Regions from separate parts of the Danio rerio genome. Here region 2 is linked to region 1. The links are chromatin contacts, called in public Micro-C maps. All regions are on one chromosome and are shown on one strand. The core of a region is the stretch at or near the end of the contact, and the rest is flanking DNA. Distances in the headings are between cores, read along the strand shown. Region 1 has its middle 6.7 kb from the start of atosa. Region 2 holds the start of myo5aa (myosin VAa).

Region 1 (2,895 bases), core at 178-2,677:
AAATGAAAATTCACAATTTACTTACTCTCAAGTGATTTCAAATATTTTGTTGAACACAAAATAGAGTATTTTGATGAAAGCTGAAATCCTGAAACCATTGACTTCCATAGAGAAAGAAAAAATATTATATAAGTCAGTGGTTACAGTTTTTCAAAAAGTGGTATTTTGTATTTAAAAGAGGAAAGAAACTCATAAAGGTTTGCAACAAGTAAAGGGTGAGGGTGGACATAATATTTATTTTTATGTGAATTATCCCTTTAAATACTGTCAGGTAATTTTATAATGGTTTACCATGAAACTGCAATCGTTTTATACGTAAAAGGGCAGATAGAGCGAATTATCATTCTACTTTCATAGTAAAAGGAATTGTAGTCAACTAAGTATAAAATAAGCAGTGTTGAGGGGGAATACATTACGCGTAATGAGTTATATTCATATTTCCAACAAGTAAACTACGGCGCCCAGCCACAGCTCAGGACGCAGTTCATTTTTCAGCCGTGCCACAGAGCGCCATCTGATTAGTTTCATGTTAAATATCATTCGAATGTGCGCGTCTGGTGTTTGATACTTTAAACTGTCATGTGCGCGCCGTGTAGCGGCGCTGAGCGGCGCTTCTGGTGTGCGACCTGCTTTACTCGACATAAAAGCACCGGAGCTTTTATTATGCCACAATCGGACGATTTTAACTGCCAAGACAGCACAACACACAGTCTCTATCATTAGCTGAAATTGCTTCTTTCTCTGGATTTGAACATTCTTCATAATATTTGAGATAATGTAGGTAAGTCAGCAAAGTGTATAACACTATTATAGTGGTTTATGGCTAATTCATTAAATAAAATCATACATAATGCCTTAAAACATTTTTTAAAGTAATGACTGTTCATTCCTAATGTTAGTCTTAATTCTGTTTACTCTCTATAGCTGCAAAATATTTACAATGTAAAGAAGTAAAGATATGTAATAATGAAAAAAAATATTAAAAAAACATTAGCTTGGTCTGTTGCCTTGTTGAATGTATTAACTAAGATAAGAGTGTCTAAACACTCCTGAAATTCAAGCCACTAAGACTGAAAAAAGTCTGTAAATAGTTAAATATTTGTTCAAGATATGTTTGACATCTGTCTGCTTTACCAGCAAGAGTTCAATGTTGCTTCTGAAGGATGGGTAAATATCCAAAACATCTAACGTTAGCATATTTTGAGAATATTCCCCAAATTTCCTTTCTGAAAGAGCTTTTTAACTTTCTGTAAATTTTTCATTGTCTCTGACTACATACAGGGACTAGAGCTAATTCACTGCCATTCATATTCTGTATATGAATTATTATACACTGTATAATAAGATAAACACATCTGAGGGAAGCAGTAATATGCCAGTCGACAGGTTGAATCAGCTTGCTCTCCAACAACAACTACATGGGTGTATCAATCCACTAACCGTACTTCCTGTTTCAGCCTAGCAGTTGTAAACTATTCCTCTCCATCGTTGTCCAAGTCCAGTGTTGAACATATAGATCTATATGCTGATAATAATTTCCGATATTTTGGCCGCGAGAATTCGCCCGTTTGTTCTGTTGTTTCTGAAACTTTTTAACATAGCTCAGTGACTCCGCCCTCTTCTGGAAAGCAGCAGCTCGTTTGCATTTAAAGGGACACACGTTTGACAATCGCTTATAAACGACCTGCTGTGAGCTTTGAGAGGCAACTTTACAGGCTCAGAACCAGAACACAAGAGATTCATTTGACATCTTATGAAAACGAGTATGAAAACTATGTTGATGAAAACTCATGAAAACTATGTTGACTAAAATAAAGTTCTATAAATAATTATAATAAATTAATTAACTAGTATAATAAATATAGTAATTATAATAAAGTAATTAACAGTCATTTCACAAGCAGATTTGTTTGACAGTAGTACTATATATGTAATATAGTTATTATAAAATTCTAATCGATCCATATAGCAAAAATGTTTAATTACTATTTTTGTCCCATTAAGCTTTTTTGTTATTTAAATAAATTTAAATACTTTTACCATTTTGTTTTAAAAAAAATTAAAAATCACAAAAAGCAAGTAACATGTGAACAATAAAACGGTGGCTTTCAGTTTTGTAACTTTCTTTCTTTGTTCTTTATTTTCTTCACCTATTTTCTCCCATTTTAAAAATGTAATCATTATGCCAACCCAGCTAGCAAAAACAATTTCTCGAAATCCTTATTTGTTAGTGTCACCAGTGTTCATTCTTTAAAAAAATAGAAATTAAAACCATTCTAATTAAAGAATTTCACTTTATGGATACAAATATCACATACACTTTTCATTTCTATTGTTAAATTCCTATGTAGGCTATTTTTTGGTTGTCCGCTTTTTAATTTTATTTTTATTGGTTGAGTTTGTTTCCTGTAGCATTAATTCAACTGATTACATCTGATTTATTTAATTAATTTAAATTTAACTGTGACATCTTTCTAAAAAAAATGTGCAGCATAAAGTGACATATAATTTCGCCAGCGCCTCACCTGTGATTCTAAATAAAGTCCACTAGATGGCATAACACAACCGCGATAACTAAACCAGTCCCTTGTGCTAAACAAAGACAATTTAAATACAAAAGGATTTGCAAATCTGACTATTTTTTTGCTAAGTAGGTCTTAATATGGTCATTTTTGTTTTCAAATAGACAAGGTTAATCATAAGTCTATTTACATCCTTAAATTTGTTGTACTTCAATCAGTATGTGAAAAGAAAGAAATGGTTGACAATTTGGGTATATGAGCATTCATTCATTCATTCATTCATTCATTCTTTCTTTCTTTCTTTCGTTCGTTCATTCATTCATTCATTCATTCATCCATCCATTCTTTCTTTCTTTCTTTCTTTCATTATTTC
Region 2 (2,895 bases), core at 265-2,764, 140 kb after region 1:
TTTTTTTCAATAGTCTACAGAACAAACCATCATTATTCAACAGCTTGCCCAATTACCCTAACCTGCCTAGTTAACCTAATTTATATATATAAGCAATATATAAATATAAAAGCACTACTACTAAAAGTGAAATAAAGTAAATTTACGAATAAATTACAATTTATGTGATAAAAAAACTGAATGTTCTAATTATTATCAATGTGGGAACCAGATTTTTTGGTATTTAAAATTAAACATTAATTATTAGTAACTAATAATTTTTTTAAGTCTTATAAAGAAGAAGAATTAAAAAAAAAAAAAAAAAACATTAAATTGATATATTGAAAATTTTCCTAAGCACAAAATCAGCATATTACAATATACTGTGTGTGTGTGTATGTGTGTGTGTGTGTATATATATATATATATATATATATATATATATATATATATATATATATATATATATATATATTTTTTTTTAATTATTATTATTATTACCATTCATTCTTTCATTTTCTTTTTATTGATCCATTTATTGATCAGGGGTCGCCACAGCGGAATCAACCGCCAACTTTTCCAGCACGTTTATACACAGCGGATGCCCTTCCAGCCGCAACCAATCTCTGGGAAAATATTTATTACCAAATTAATTTTAAAAAAAAAAGGTTTATTTAATAATTTTATAGTAGGCATATTTAATAATGTTACAGTTGAAGTCAGAATTATTAGCCCCCCGTTGATTTTTTTCTTCTTTTTTAAATATTTCCCAAATGATGATTAACAGGGCAAGGAAATTTTCACGGTATGTCTGGTATTATTATTATTTTTCTGGAGAAAGTCTTATTTCGGCTAGAATAAAAGCAGTTATTAATTTTTTAAACATCATTTTGAGGACAAAATTATTTGCCCCTTCAAGCATTTGTTTTTCGACTGTACAGAAAAAAAACCATCGTTATACAATAACTTGCCTAATTAACCTAGTTAAGCCTTTAAATGTCAGTTTAAGCTGTATAGAAGTGTCTTGTAAAAATATTTAGTCAAATATTATTTACTTTCATCATGGCAAAGATAAAATAAATCAGTTATTAGAGATGAGTTATTAAAACTATTATGATTAGAAATGTGTTGAAAAAAATCTTTTTTAAACAGAAATTGGGGAAAACAATAAACAGGGGGGCTAATAATTCTGTCTAACTGTATATAATAATAATGTTTATTTAATAATAATAAATATAATAATAATAATAATAATTATTATTATTATTATTATTATTATTATTACTGTTATTTTTATAGGTTTTATTAACATATAAATTATAATCAAATTACAAAAATATTTTCTGTCATTGTTTTTCTTTTTTATACTTTGAATTTCTCTAAAATTAAAAACAATCTAATTTGATATTAAAATAGCAAAAATTCAAACAAAATTTTAGAAAACTGCTGGGATGCCAGCGTGTGATGATCCACTCTTGTCCACCAGAGCGCACTCTTGCCTCATTGTTTCTCTTGGTCATGGCAACCGCGTTTTCATTGACTCATTCTCTGCATAGATCGCACCCAGAACGAACAGAGACACACCAAAAAAAAAAAAAAAAAAAAAGAACTCACACGCGAGCAGCAGCTCCATGAGGAATGAGCAGAAGCCTTTGGATTCATGACGTCCTCCCAAAGACCTTTCGCTGAGTGAAATCCACCGGAGAGACTTGAATGTTCGCGACCGTTCGGATGTTCAGCTGACTGTGATTTGCAGGAACACCGAGCGACCATCATCATCATGGCTGCGTCTGAATTATATACAAAGGTAAACTCACACACTCAGCATCTGGCCGTCTGGACGTCAAATATAAATGCCAAGGCTGTAAATTAAACGCCAGCGTGTTGACAAAAAGCGCGGTTATTGGTGATTGCACGTTGGTCGTGTTGTCATTGTAGTGCATATGTTGACATTATTGCCCTCTGATCATATGAATTATGTATTTCCCCACACATGCTTTATTCCTCATGAATAGCTCATTGTTTATGCTCTAAAACGACAGTGTTATGCTTATTATTCTTTTGTTATATGAGATTAACACGCTATTTACCTTTTAAAACGTCAACATTGTTAAGAAATGCTGCGTTAACTGTAGCATTTATAGTGAATGTTTATGAAACACTGCATTGCTTGTCATTTTACTGAAAATTAATGCATGCATAAGCTTTGAACTGTATTAAATGCACTATTGATAGTCAGATGCAAAAAAAAAATCTTGAGTGTTAGGCAAGCAAGAGGTTTTCAAAGGATGTATTGATATGGGTCACAGTTGTGGTTGATGGCTGAGAGCCAGTGGGATGCGGGCGGTGCTGATGTGAGCATCGTTGCCTGCATGGGATGATGGGAGCATCTCTGGTGCTGATGCGAGCATGCTCTAACACAGTCTGCATCTTGCAGTGAGTAGTTGTTTTGGGTCTCTTGCTGCGCGGCCTGTTCATATTTAAGGCGTGTCTCTTTGAAGACAAAAATAAGTGTGATATTGTTGCGTAGCAGCCTGAATGTGACGTCATCACATATGGTCATAATGATGTCTCAGATGACGAATGACTGGTTGTTTTACTCAAGAGTGAGAGAGAGAGAGAGAGAGAGAGAGAGAATGGGGGAGGCTCACCCATCCCCCATGATGCAGCTGTCTTATTGTAAATGCACTGATGGATTCTTTTGAAATCTCCTAGAGCACAGAATGTTTATTTGGATTCAGGCCTTAGACAAGTAGCAACGATCTAGCTCTACAAAGGTTTTTTGTAATAGACTAAAGCATTTTTATATGGGTAACATGGTTGGGTTTGTGGTCAAATGATATACTTTCTTGGCAAATTGTGGGTCATTTAATGATTGAAATATATGTGTTTTATTTTAGTATTAGGCATGGGCCG

The links. A called contact is a pair of places that touch in the nucleus more often than the background predicts.
Region 2: a contact with region 1 is called in a Micro-C map of caudal fin, with 14 times the contacts expected there. The contact joins the promoter of myo5aa here to the enhancer-like site in region 1. A contact is called at or near these places in 1 of 18 Hi-C or Micro-C datasets (caudal fin) and 1 of 4 datasets of contacts at active chromatin or transcription factors (embryo).

What each region holds. Positions count from the first base shown.
Region 1 is chr18:41,680,609-41,683,503 of GRCz12tu, forward strand. No RefSeq gene overlaps it. Among named protein-coding and RNA genes, the nearest start is that of atosa, 6.7 kb to the right of the region's middle. Within about 2 kb of position 1,428, at least 5 of the 62 cell types and tissues checked have an H3K27ac peak or open chromatin away from gene starts, as enhancers often do. A contact at or near this core is called in caudal fin, where this site is marked.
Region 2 is chr18:41,820,489-41,823,383 of GRCz12tu, forward strand. myo5aa (myosin VAa) reads left to right here and starts at 1,515. Exons shown (of 39, transcript XM_073930027.1): 1 at 1,515-1,786. The coding sequence starts at 1,760.